Regions from separate parts of the Sus scrofa genome. Here region 2 is linked to region 1. The links are chromatin contacts, called in public Hi-C maps. All regions are on one chromosome and are shown on one strand. The core of a region is the stretch at or near the end of the contact, and the rest is flanking DNA. Distances in the headings are between cores, read along the strand shown. Region 1 has its middle 150 kb from the start of TTC29. Region 2 holds the start of LOC106504715 (a long non-coding RNA gene).

The links. Hi-C and Micro-C count contacts between places; a contact is called where the count stands out from the background.
Region 2: a contact with region 1 is called in a Hi-C map of skeletal muscle, with 3 times the contacts expected there. The contact joins two enhancer-like sites. A contact is called at or near these places in 13 of 47 Hi-C or Micro-C datasets (alveolar macrophages, embryonic fibroblasts, epiblast stem cells and 7 more).

The regions. Positions count from the first base shown.
Region 1 is chr8:81,592,866-81,599,993 of Sscrofa11.1, reverse strand. No RefSeq gene overlaps it. Among named protein-coding and RNA genes, the nearest start is that of TTC29, 150 kb to the left of the region's middle. Within about 2 kb of position 3,558, at least 7 of the 83 cell types and tissues checked have an H3K27ac peak or open chromatin away from gene starts, as enhancers often do. A contact at or near this core is called in omental adipose tissue and skeletal muscle, where this site is marked.
Region 2 is chr8:82,365,097-82,371,757 of Sscrofa11.1, reverse strand. It overlaps LOC106504715 (a long non-coding RNA gene), which reads right to left and starts at 6,037. Exons shown (of 2, transcript XR_001298398.2): 1 at 5,107-6,037. LOC106504714 (a long non-coding RNA gene) reads left to right here. Exons shown (of 2, transcript XR_001298397.2): 2 at 1-3,069. Within about 2 kb of position 1,292, at least 61 of the 83 cell types and tissues checked have an H3K27ac peak or open chromatin away from gene starts, as enhancers often do. A contact at or near this core is called in omental adipose tissue and skeletal muscle, where this site is marked.

The sequences.
Region 1 (7,128 bases), core at 2,309-4,808:
AAAGATGAATTTCAATAAAGACTATTATTGAGATAATATTTCTAAATTACATATTATCACCCCCAGGCCCTCATGTCTGCTCACAGCCTTAGGATCACAAGTAGTGGTCAGTTGACAACAGAGTTGTGAATGGCTTTTCAAAAAAAACGAGCGTAAATTTGATGTTTGCGTAATGTGTGTAGGTTCAGAGGTGGATTTCAATACCAGAGGTCTCTCAAGGATCAGTGATGCTATCCTTCACAACGGTAGCAGGTGTACTGACTTCTCTAATCGCTTAGGGTGCCCAACATGTAAACCCTTTAAAAGGGAGATTCCACAGCCACAACCCACCTCTGACATCCTAGTGGAGGGAGATACACTGCTTCGCGAGGTGTTTCCTCTAGAGACCCTCCCATACTCCCAGCATCCCATCAGGTGATGGAGCTGGTCGCCCCCGCCCCATTTGGACAAGAGAGGTTTTGTGACCACCTACGCGCATAGAGTTGTCCCGAGAAGTTAGCACGGGGAGGATGAGAGAGGAAGGAAAAGGCATCCATCGAAGAAAAGACATGTTATTCAGCAACTTTAATTATTTTAAATCTTTGGTTTGGTCTCAGTGATCTCAATGAGTCATGATAGTTCTTCCATTTCACGTTGCTCTAACTTAAGGTTTTGATTTCCAAGGATAACAAGATTAGTGTGTGGGCAGCCATCATCCAGGCCTTTTAAAGGTGAAGGGTGTGATGCTGTCTTTCACGGAGCTGTGAAACAGCCAGCTTTATGCACTGAGACGGGGTCCCCCGGGGAGGGCCAGCTGGGACTGTCCTGTAGCAAAACTCACAAATGAGCTTCTGAGAGGGAGACCGGGTTTGTGTCTGACACTTAACTCTTTCTTATCCTTTTCATTTAAGGAGACACACTTCCATCTTCACCTGAATCAAAGGCACTCTTACTCAAGAGGTCCTTCTCCTTAATCGCTTTAAGCCTCTGTATTTGCTATCCAATGCCCTGAAAATGAAAAGTGCCCACCCAAGAGGAATGGGACAGTCTCCCCAACCACCCCCGCAAATTCCAACATGTGTTTGCACCTGAAAACCTGCCCAGAGAGAATGCATATAAGAATAACCCAGAGAAAGGCGTACAGCAGTTATGAGCAGGCTTCTGGAGCATTGCAAATTCCTGGCTGGTGAGGCCTTCAGTATGGAGTTTTTTGAATAATTACATGAAAGAAAAGGGGGTTACTATGTGTCTGGTACTAATCTTCACTCTTTAGATAAATTAACTCATTCAATCCTCGTAACTACCTAAAAGGTTAATGCTTTTATTACCCTCATTTGACAAAGGAGGAAGTTAAAGCCTAGCATGGTTGAATGACCTGTCCAAGGCTAGGACCAGTAATCGTAGGAATGTAATTTTTTTTTTTTTTTTTTTTTTTTTTGCAGCACCTGCAGCATGCAGAAGCTTCCAGGCCAGGGATGGAAACTGCACCCCAGCTGTAACCAGAGCCACAGCAGTGACAATGCTGGATCCTTAATCTACTGACCACCAGGGAACTCCCCATGGAAATGTAAGTTGATTCCTCCAAGTCTGTCTCCAGAATCCATACATCTGGCTGCTGTACAAAAATGCCTCGCTCTGCGGAACTGCAGCCCTTTTCAAGAATTCGAATCAACAAAGGGCAAGTAAAATGATATGGAACACAAGGAATTTTTCTATGGGCTAATACAGAGGCTTCAGGGGATCTAGAGTCATCTGGCTCCTCAAGAATGCTGGTCCTTGTCTCTCAGTGCTCTACGGGATAGACTAGAAAAGAGATTAGGCTGTGTCGGGCCCAGGACTCATAGCCAGCAAATGATGTGCATGATCAAAAATCATCCTACTCCAAATACTAGATGCTGCCTTTTAAAATTCCTGCCCTGGGAGTTCCCGTCATGGCACAGCAGAAATGAATCTGACTAGGAACCATGAGGTTGTGGGTTCAATCCCTGGCCTCGATCAGTGGGTTAAGGATCCAGCGTTGCCATGAGCTGTGCTGTAGGTCGCAGACGAGGCTCAGATCTGGCGTTGCTATGGCTGTGGTGGAGGCCGGCGGCTACAGCTCTGATTAGACCCCTGGCCTGGGAACCTCCATATGCTGTGGGTGTGGCCCTAAAAAGACAAAAAGACAAAAAAAATTTTAAAAAGATTCCTTTCCTGCATCAATTTGCTGTACTTCCTTTTAGTCTCTCTCAAAATCATGACAATAGAACAGAAGGAAGAACAAAGGGGGGGTGCTCTTGGTAGTTTGTCCAACAAATATATAGACACAGATACACATAGGTTTATTCTATAAATGCTTATTGTGCACCTACTACGTGCAGGGCATTTGCTTGATGGTGTTGGGGATGGGAAGATGAATGGCAAGTCTCCAAAATCAAGATGCTCTCAGACAGGAGGGGAGATTTTAAAAGATGCAAAAAGTAACTGTGATTCTAAATAAGAGGCATGGAGGCACAGATTCTTTCTAAATCAGAGGCATATGGGCTTGTCAATCCTGTAATTCTTTGCGGACCAGAACTAGTCTACAGCTTGACCACAGTGCAGAAATAGCATTTTGGGAACACACAGATCACTAAATCTCAAAAACCCCACCAGATCTTAGTTTAAGATCCATCAAGCTACTGTGGCATGGCATAGAAGCCCAAAGGGTGCAACCAGAGAAAGGAATTATGTGGAGGAGGCAAGATCAAGATGAAGTGGCCAAGAAACGTGACCAACCGTGCTCACGCCCTCTGCCATTAAACCGTGGTGGTGACATCACTCCAGGGACAGGAGAGAGTTACATCACATGCAGAGAAGGGTCCACATTTGTCCACATTTATCTCCCAACTTCTTTTTTAAAACTTTTTTTTAAGGTTTTATTAAAATATAGTTAACTGACAAGGCTGTGATAATTTATGCTGTACAACAATGGGACCGGTGAGGGTCCCATAAAGATTACTCATCTTAGGGAGTTCCCACTGTGGCTTGGTGGGTTACGAACCCCACATAGTCTCTGTGAGGATGTGGATTCGAGCCCTGGCCTTGCTCTGTGGGTTAAATATCCAGCATTGCCATGAGCTGTGGTATAGGTCATAGATGTGGCTTGGATCCTGCATTGTTGTGGCTGTGGCATAGGCCAGCTGCTGTAGCTCCGATTCGACCCCTAAGCTGGGAACTTCCACATGCCGTGAGTGCAGCTGTAAAAGGAAAAAAAGAAAGAAAGAAAAGATTACTCAGTTTAAGCTAGGCTAAAGGACTTGGAAGACCTCACAGAGCACCCTCTCATAAGGCTTAAAATAATGCCAAAGCCATTGGTTCAGCAAGAGAAATAGAGTACACTCGAGCACTGAGAATCCGAGAGGCTTCTAGGCGAAGGGCTACAGGATTCTTATTTTTAGAAGAAGCTGCCGCATGTCCAGATTAAACTACTAAGATCTGTGCTCTGAATCTCAGGTTCCCCAAGTCCTCCAGGCAGTTCCCAGAGTCTTATGCACCCTGGTCACCTTAACCAAGCCAGACTGAATGGTTACACCACCATAAACAAACAATCCAGGGCTGGGCTTCACCAGGGGAGTGTCAGACTGCAAACCATGCCTCATAAATCATTAGCTGGTTGGGTGGTTAGCCCACTGACCTTCAATTGGCCAAGAGTCAAAGTCAAATGTCCAGGCGTCTATGGAACTAAGAGCAGCTCCAGGCCAGCTGTGAAACCACCGACAGCACAGGTGCTTTACAAGCAAAAGAAACAGCTTTAAGCAGAAGGGAATTTATTCAAGTCAGGTCCCAGACAAGGGAGCAGGCATGACAAGGACCTGCCAGCACCTGCTGGAGTTCCAGCCAAGGCCTTAGTCCTTTTGTTCCCCTGTTCAAAATTCAGATTTATGGAGAAGGAGCTATACTTGGGTCTGTGTACCTACTCCCAGTTCAGAGAAGTGTGGGACCCCAGATGACAGTGGAACTAGTCCAGATAGAAGGTAATCTCTGGAGAAAAATTAATATCTGTCCTTAAGAAGGCAGAATGCCTTCTGCAGCGTCAAAATCCAGCCAATGTTCATTATAGCTTATAACCCACGTTTGCAAATGAAAGGCTTGGGGGCAATTCAAGTAAACTCCTTTGGGGCTAAGACAATAGCATAAACTGATTCCTTATGAAAACGCTGTTCTTTCCAACTTCCCTCTTCCTATATTCTGCCCTCCACCCCCCCAGGAACAGCACACACACACATCTACTGTCATTTTAGAAAACTGTAAATTCTAGCTAGCATGAATAAGGAAATAAAAAAGAGCTGGTGGTTTTAAAAGCGTTTTTCTTATTATAAAACTTATGGATGCCTATTATAGAAAAATTTTGAAAGTGAAGAAAATTAGAAGGACAACGAAATCGTTGGCAATTTCACAACATAGAGGTCCATTCCTATAAACATTTTGTTGTATTTCCTTCCAAGTGTTATGTTGTCATTGCATTCTTGTCTGTGTTTGTATGGTAATATAAATGAACATTAATCTATGCCTAACTGCTACCTAATTTGGACCATGTAGTCCACTCAGAATTTAGGACGTGGAGTTTTGCTCTTTTTTAAAACTTTGTTTTGCAACGAACCTTTTGTAGTCATTACATTTTACTGAAATTTACAATTTTCCATATATATATATATATATATATATATATATATAAAACAACTGTATATTTTCGGTGGCAATTAAAGAGCCATGTAGAATAACTGTAGCCAAAAAAATTGTGATGAGAAAAATAAACTCCATGAACTCACATGACCCTGGAAGAGGGTGCCTGGGCGGGGATTGGAAATCAGCCCTGAAGCTTGCCAGGAAGAGGCAAGGAGGGCATGCACCGGCAGAAATCAAATGATTTGGCAAGAGGGGAAAAAAATCCCCTGGAGTCAAAGAATTGCCCAGCCAGTCCCTTCTGAGAAAGAAAACACTATTAATAATATCACTCTGGCACATAGAGAACAGACTTGTGGTTGCCAAGGGCTGGCGCGGGGCAGGGTGGGGGGGCGGTGCAGAGGGATGGAGGGGGAGTTTGGGCTTGGTAGATGCAAACTGTTCCATTTAGGATGGATAAGCAATGAGGTCCTGCTGTACAGCACAGGGAGCTATATCCAGTCTCTTGGGACAGAACATGATGGAAGACAGTATGAGAAAAAGAATGTATATATATGTATGACTGGGTCACTTTGCTATACAGCAGAAAATGTCACAACATCATAAATCAACTATACTTAAAAAAATCAAAAAGAAAGGAAAAAGAATAGAGCTCTGGGAGCCCAGCCAGGGCCACTGTCATGCAGACTCACACAGAGGTGTCCTGAGGGCTGAGGGGAACCGGGGAGGGACTCTGAGGTTGTGACCACTTTAGAGGAAACACTGTCTCTTCTGGACTCCCCATTTGGGGCTGTGACATCCAGAAACGGAGAAGATGTGTGAAAACTGCAAAATGCTGGCATTAGATTTTTTTTTTTTTTTTTTTTTTGGCTACAGTGAAATGATAATAATGAGAATACTGCTTAGGTTCTGTAATCTTCCATCGCCTTTAATTTTTAGGGCTGCTTGACCCTTGACCCTGATTAGAGATGGAGACATCACAAGATGTTTTCTCAAAAAGCTTAATGAGATGAAATGATGATTAAATTGGCTAGTGACTTTTTAAAAAGTGTTGTATAAAAGTAGTATCAAATTGGAGTTCCCATCATGGCTCAGTGGTTAACGAATCTGACTAGGAACCATGAGGATGCAGGTTCAATCCCTGGCCCTGCTCAGTGGGTTAAGGATCTGGCGTTACCGTGAGCTGTGGTGTGGGTCACAGACATGGCTCAGATCTGGCGTTGCTGTGGCTCTGGTGTGGGCTGGCAGCTACAGCTCTAATTCGACCCCTAGCATGGGAACCTCCATATACCGCGGGAGCAGCCCAAGAAATGGCAAAAAGACAAAAAAAAAAAAAAAAAAAAGTAGTATCAAATTACCAAATATCATTTGACCATACTAAAAGAAGAAAGTTTTAAAGTTTTTTATAGGATTCAAGCTTAACCTGCCTCAAAGTTACCTTTAAGAATTGACACCAGGTTTTTGCACAAAAATTGCAGGTCTCTTAATTTTCCAATGTCAGTTACTGAGCTGTGTTTGTTAATAACATAAATTCTGGGCCAAACATGAGTCACATTCAATATTGTAATCAAGCAGCTATGATATGTGAGTCTGAGCCATCTTCCACCAAAACAGCTCTCTGTGTAATGTCTAGATTCTGGGGTAAAAACACCTGGTTAATAATAGCATAGAAGGACTACAGATGTATTCACACTGTAATCATATATAAAGAAAATATAGATTTCCGCATCCCCTTATAATTGGGTCTTTCTTTCTCATAGACCTCTACCTGCTGGATCATGGGAGAAAAATCTTTAACCAACTTAGTCTGGTACCATAAATAAAAATACCCCTTGAATGTAAATTGGGGAAGCCACTATGGAAAACAGTTTGGAGGTTCCTCAAAACCCAAAAAATATAGTTGCCATACAATCCAACAATCCCACTCCTGGGCATATATACAAACAAAACTCTAATTTGAAAAGATACATGCCCCCTTATGTTCACTGCAGCACTATTTACAGTAGCCAAGACATGGAAGCGACCTAAATGTCCATCAATGGATGGATGGATAGAGAAGATGTGATGGGTCTATGCGAATATTACTCAGCCATAAAAAGAATGAAATAATGCCATTTTTAGAAACAGGGATGGACCTAGAGACTATCACACTAAGTGAAATAAATCAGAAAGAGACAAATACGATATATCACATGTGGAATCTAAAATCTGACATGAATGAACTTATCTGTGAAACAGAAACAGATTCACAAACAGAGAACCAACCCAAGAGGGAGGGAAGGGGGGAGGGATGACTAGGGAGTTTGGGATTAGTAGGCGCAAACTGCTACAAAGAGGATGGATAAACAACAAGATTCTACCATATAGCATAGGGAAATGTATTCGATATCCTGTGATAAACCATAATGGAAAAGAATATGAATATATACACACATTTTATATATACATATATGAATACACACACACACACACACACGTATATCTATATATATCGATAGATATAGA
Region 2 (6,661 bases), core at 43-2,542, 770 kb before region 1:
CTCTCCACCAGCAGCTGAGGAATAGTCAGGGGTCACTTCCAGCGGTGTTTTCTTCCTTCCTGTTCTTGCTCAGGGTCCGGCAGTAATGACTTTGGCAGAAGTGTTGGGTCACCTTTTCCCAGAGTCAGGCGACCCTGTCTCCCTGGCTGCTGGCTGAGAGGAGCCTTGAGAAGGGGAGCCAAGGAGGAGCCCTGGGTGTGGACTTGGAGCATCTGAGTTAGTCTGGCGGAGGAGCATTTCATCAGCATCTCTACAGGCCCAGGGAGTCTGTCATCTATTGCCAGGCTTGGGTACCACTGTCTAGAGCTGCAGGAGCCACATGTTTGATAGTGGGTAGAACCAGTGTTGGTCTCGGTCCTTCCTCTACTTTAGCAGCGTAGTGTTAACCCACTTCGGACAGCGCAGTGTGCCTGCCTGTGTCAAATCTTTGAGCTGGGTTGGGATCTCATTTTTTATCTCCCCATTTCCACCGAGAAAGACGGCATAGGAAAAAAAAATCTGGAAATAAGACAAGCCTTAATTCAAACCTCGACAGTGCTACTGATATCTCTTAAACTCAGTTTTAACATCTATAAAAGGCAGATGATATAATTTACTGGGCAGGTTTATTGTGAGGCATAGATCTTAGGGCTATTGTGAGATGGTGTTGTTTGAATCCTATGGAAGTATTATTTCACCATTGGGCTCTGAGCTCTTTGAAGGTACAGACAGCATTTTCTGTTTGTCTTTGTATCCTTAACCTCTAACACAGTAAATAGCTGGCACATACTAGATGCTTAAGGTAAACTTCTCAGAGCAGTCTGCCCAGATGCTTCATCTCAGGATCCCCTATATATCCCATTATACCCTCTTGGTTTCATTCATGGCCTCAACTTGCTATATTTGCTTGTGTATCCTCTTTCTCCAAATTAGACTGTCATTTCTATGCTGTCAGGACTTTGTCTTGGTGTTCAAAGTCTAGAACCGTGTCTGGTACACAGTAGGTGCTCAACATATGTGTATCCAGTGGAGAAAGGAAGAAATGGCAGCTATTTTACGAGGACTCATAGTAGCAGTGATTGCACGATGAACTGGAATCAATCCAAACAGAAAAATGAATTGTCTCTGGACAGCTCAGCAGAAGGGGTGAGCACCGCCAGAAGCCCTTGGAGTTTCCTCCTCAGAGAATTCTGCCTGGGAACCTTTCTTTAGGGCTGGTGATTTCCTCAGGCCTCCGCCAGGAGGCCCTTCATGCTGAAGTGAGCAGCGTGAATGAGGTTTCAGGACCCGGACAAGGGCTGCCTCGGAAGGAGCCTGAACTGGGGCCCTCTGAGGCGTGGGGGAGGGGGCCACACCCTCTCCTGGGCTTGGCACCAGGGGAAGGCTCCAGACGGCGCGGGCTCTGTGCCAGCCTGCTTGGTTCCAGTGGGAAAGCTGACCTTGGCCAGGAAGAACCAGGAAGAGGCACAAATGACTCATTGTCCCACATCCTCCAAGGTGAAAACCCAGCAGTGTGTGTGGCCTCTGGGGCTGGACGCTATTGCAGCCTTGGCTCCCTCCGCAGCCCAAATAAAAGCAGTCGGCCAGCAACTCCGGCGCAGCCCAGGAATACAACGCATGGATGTCACCCATTGTCCCGTTCCACACACTTCCCTGCACTGAAAGTTCCTGAACACCGTGTGTAAGTTCCAGTTCTAAAAGTGGAGCACTATTTCCTTCTAAAGACTTAAGACAGCCTTCATTTCCAATCAAGGGCATGTGACATTGTATGGACTCGTGGAAGAAACGGGATCTATTTTCAGGTCACGTGTGAAGAAGGTTGCGGTGGAATGTGCTTTATTTTTATTCACGAGTTTGGGATCCAAGTCACATTTGTAAGATGCGCCACTGCCTTAAGATTCCCACTAGAGGGCACTCTTGGAAAATATTTATAAGTACATATTTTATTGCTGTCAAGGAAATGCTGTTTTTTAGAAGAAGGGTGGGGGAGGGAACCCGCCAACCGGTCTGAATTTCAGGACAAGCCCTTTGCCTTCACTGGGAACTACTCCTGATTCTTTCAGAAGCGCAGCGAGAGAAGGAAGCTGGAGAGCCCAGGGCAGCTGCTTTCTTGTCCTCTGTCCTTTTATCCACGTGGAACGCAGCTGGCCCTCCGGCCTGAGCCCAAATCCCCTCTGCGTCATGGGGTGGGGGGCGCGCAGCCCCACCTGCCTGGAGATTCCTCTTGGAAAAGGGCTTAGAGATGCTGAACTTGGAGGCTTACGGTTTGGTTGGGGGCCTTCCCTTGCAAGCTAGCAGTGGCCGGAAATCCTCAGAAAAGTGCCAGAAAGGGTCAGAAGGGTGGCTGGGGCGCCAAACAATTAAAAATAGGGCTTCCGGGCAGGCAGCCATGGAGATCTGGCTCGATATGTAAATAAGTGTAAATAAGAGCAAGCCTCGGTGCTTGCTGGAAGAGTGCTGTGCACATTTTGTGCAGCCAGGGTTGCGGGGGGGGGGGGGGGGGGCGGCCCTTATTCTGCATACAGCCCAATTTGTAGAAGAAAAAACTTTTTTTTCTACCACAAAAGAAAATAGCTCCATTGAGTTCCATTGGCGGGGCAAGGGAGGAGATTATTCTTAAAGTTAGATTTTGTATTCAACGAATAGAAGAGTGTCAATGAACAAATGAGAACTGATTTTTAGCCACTAACGCCTTGATTCTGGAGCATAGCTGATACCTAGCACTCAACTCTCCCATCCTTGAACATAAACTACTTCTATCCCGGGCTCTGTCCCACTGCTGTGTGTCACCTTTTAAAGTTGACATTAATTCACTCATGTGAGTGACTTCATTTCATCCTGGAATGAGCTCCGTGAGGGGGTGTTACCATCATCATCCCTATTTCACAGAAGGAAACCAAACTCAGAAAGGGGCAAAGACACACAGCAGTGGGACAGAGCCTGGGACAGAGGCAGTTTACATTCTTCCGGGAATCTCTTACTGAGCATCCGCCATACACCTGGCCCCCTGCGCTAGGTGTGATCTGCTGCTGTTTCTTGTGCTTCCTCAGAAAAAAAAAGGAAAAAAAAAAAAAAAAAAAAAAAAAAAAACCGGCTCTCCAAAAGTCAAGGTAAGCCTTTGAGTTCACTTGGGACCATTCCCCAATTCTTCCTGAAGAATGGCTAGAGAAGAAAATGGGGAAGCACAAAGGCAGCCACTTCCTTTGTCCACAAGGGAATCTTTCAGGTAGTCAGAGCCCTTGTCGGTCTGGGCAGGGTGGCAGGGGGTGCTCCTCCCTCCAGGCATCCTGGGATGATCAGGGTAGGACAGTTGCCCAAGACCACAGCCTGCTCCAGGCAGGCAGGCAGGCGTCCGTCCACGCTTCCAGGGGGCTGTTCCTTCTGTTGACCTTGGCAGGGTCTGTGCAGTCCCATTGGAGCAGACAGCGATCTTCAGAAGTCTTCTCTCTTTGCACTGCAGACCTCTTGCTATTTTCTGCAGGGATCGGGGAAGGGGGACTTTAAAAGTGGCTTTGCCGGCTCTGGGGAGAAGCAAGGTGGCCTGCAGAGACTCCTGAAGAGTTCCCCTGTGGCCTATGGGCTACAGCGCCAAAGGAAGTGGGAGATGCAAGGAGCAAAGATGGGCTCTAGGTGGTGGCTCCCAAGGTGTGCCCTGTGGTCGGCTTTCTCTCCACTCCACTCTCAATTTTTTCCCTGAGCACATATGACTTTATAAATGAACACACAGATGCACATGTGCACACCGCTTTAAAACCCAGCTCCTAGGAGTTCCTTTGTGGCTCAGTGGAAATGAATCTCACTAGTATCCATGAGAATGAGGGTTTGATCCCTGGCCTTGCTCAGTGGGTTAAGGATCTGGCCTTTCGGTGAGCTGTGGTGTACATTGCCGACTCCGCTCAGATCTGGCGTGGCTGTGGTGTAGGCTGCCGGCTACAGCTCCTATTGGACCCCTAGCCTGGGAACCTCCATATGCCGTGCGTGTGGCCCTAAAACAAACAAGCAAAAAAACCCCACTCCTGTCCAGTTTGTCAGGGAGAGTAACACCATATGTTGTTAACAGTGACTGTGCAAATAGACACCCGCCTCCTGCAATTCGGATGCAGCAGGGAATCTATACACAGACAGCAACAGACACAATAGATTGGCTCCGTTTGACAAAACCAAGGGGACTCAGAGAGAGGCAACTGAATGAAAATGCAAATTGGGAATCTGGGCGCTACTTTCTGCTTCTGAACCCTGTGAGGAGGAGGTAGGAGGTTGGGGAAGTGAGAGAGGCCAGTGGTCCCGAGCCCTGGTCTCTTCTCCCCAATTCATCCGAACTAGGGCTGAGGTCAAGCTCAATTCTGAGAACCGCAGGCTCCTGCTCTGACAAGCCGGGCTGGAGGGACCCAGAGAGAAAGAGGAAATGGGCTTCTCAGGCACAGAAATATGGCTGTGGGTTCCCTGGTTCATAGCTCTTACACGTGTCTCAGAAAGTCCCTCCACTCGCCTTGGCCTGATTCCCCAAAGCCAGGTGAGCTGCGGAGGCGTGGGACCTTTGGTTCACACTCCGGCGCCCATCCCCTGCCGGGCAGCCGCCGGGTGACTGCAGCAGGGCCGTGGGTGCCGTCTGCCCCCTGCTGGCCGAGGGGATGCGAAGGGCAACCGGGCGAAGACGCTCGCGAACAGCGCGGGGGGTGGGGGGGGGGTGGAGGCTTCTGCCCAGTGCCCCAGAGACTTGGGAGGGACCAGTCTGCAGCCAGCCGGGAGGGGTTAGAGGAGGGACAAGAAAGCTCTCCGAGGCCCAGACTGGGGATACTCTGTGCTTAGACTTCACCAGCCAGCGAAGGGGGAGGTTCACCAGAACAATCCAGGTGGGTGGGAATTCCTCCCTCTTGAGTGTGGCGAAGAGAGCCACGTGGGCATCCTAGACACACGCTTCCCAGGGTCTGGCAGGGCCTGTTTTTGGCCAGAAAGGGAAGGAGGGTCGGTCTTAGTTTGAAATACCTTTAGGCTGGTGGCTTAGATAGTTCTAAAGGGGAAGAAGAGAGGCGAAAATGAAGTACCCTTAGAGGTCCTGTCCCTCATGCCTGTCATCAGAGAGCTTGCGGTGAAGCCACTGTCCCAGTCCACCGCGCCATAACTCACCCCTTGCTTGGACCCATTCAGCCGCCCGGCCCCGCACTGCGCAGCTGCCAAGGATGATCGTGTCCTTGAGGCATTTTTTTCTGCTCTGATTTTGGCCGCTCTTTTGATGCCCGCAGAATCAGATTTTCTCAGTTGTTCCATTACTTCAGACTACTTGTTAAACAGTGTCTTCCGCGGGCAAAAACAAACCTAGATTAATAAAGTGCTCGTGAACGGGGCGCTAGGAGGGAGCTGTCAGGCCCCACGCGGAGAACGCTGAGCTGCAGGAGGGCCCAGTCTCAGAGACCCTGGGTGACTGGCCGGTGACTTCTGCTCTGTCTCCACGGAGTCCAGGGCTGCTTAGCGCCAAGTGTGATGTGGACACTTGCCTGCTGGATGGAGACAGAAACTCATTTTCCATCTGTCAAGCAGCCTGACACAGAGCTGCTAATGATTTTCTGTCAGGCGAGGTCTGGCTGGATTTGAACCAGTGACCCAGAGGTAAAAGGCCACCATGTAGGGCTCCCTTTACAATAACTGGCTTGCCTCTGCCTCCTCTCGCCTCGCCAAGGGTTCTCTCTCTCCTCTGCAGTTGGATATTGGTTGGATCCTAACTTAGCATTTGGGCTGAGTGGTTTATGTCCCAGGAGGGCCAGCAGGGGTGCATTTGGGGGGGGGAGGTGGGGGATGGGAGATGGAAGGCCAAGAAGGACAGGGGGCAGGGCCTGCTTGATTACCCTGGGGGAAAGCCACCCTGCTCCTCCCAGGCTGGGTGCCTGACCTTGACTTCAGGATCTTTGCATGCAAACAGAGATAGCCCACACAGCAAAGGTGGCAACAAGAAACCCGGGTACTGGAGTTCCCGTCGTGGCGCAGTGGTTAACGAATCTAACTGGGAATGATGAGGTTGAGGGTTCGATCCCTGCCCTTGCTCAGTGGGTTAAGGATCCAGTGTTGCCATGAGCTGTGGTGTAGGTCGCAGACACGGCTTGGATCCCGAGGTGTTGTGGCTCTGGTGTAGGCTGGTAGCTACAGCTTGGATTAGACCCCTAGCCTGGGAACCTCCATGTGCCATAGGAGTGGCCCTAGGAATGGCAAAAAGACGAAAGAAAAAGAAACCTGGGTACTGAGGCCTCAATGTTCTGGGTCTCAACTAGCTGAGGTTGAAATTGTCTTTTTTTTTTTTTTTCCCCTGGTTGTTTTCATGAAAAAAAAAATTCTCTCAGGAGCATTCATAGATTCTTATGATGCTTCCCATTCAGTGAATGATAATTGAGTCATATGCCAATTTCCAAAAGTAGTGTTTTATAATCAGAAAATGTCTCCTCCAGGAGTTCTTGTTGTGTGGCTCAGTGGTTAACAAACACCACTAGTATCCATGAGGACGCTGGTTCGATCTCTGGCCTCACTCAGTGGGTTAAGGATCCGGCGTTGCCACGAGCTGTGGTGTGGGTCACAGATGCGGCTCGGATCTGGCATTGCTGTGGCTCTGGCGTAGGCCGGCGGCTACAGCTCTGATTAGACCCCTAGCCTGGGAACTTCCATATGCTGTAGGTGCAGCCCTAAAAAGCAAGAA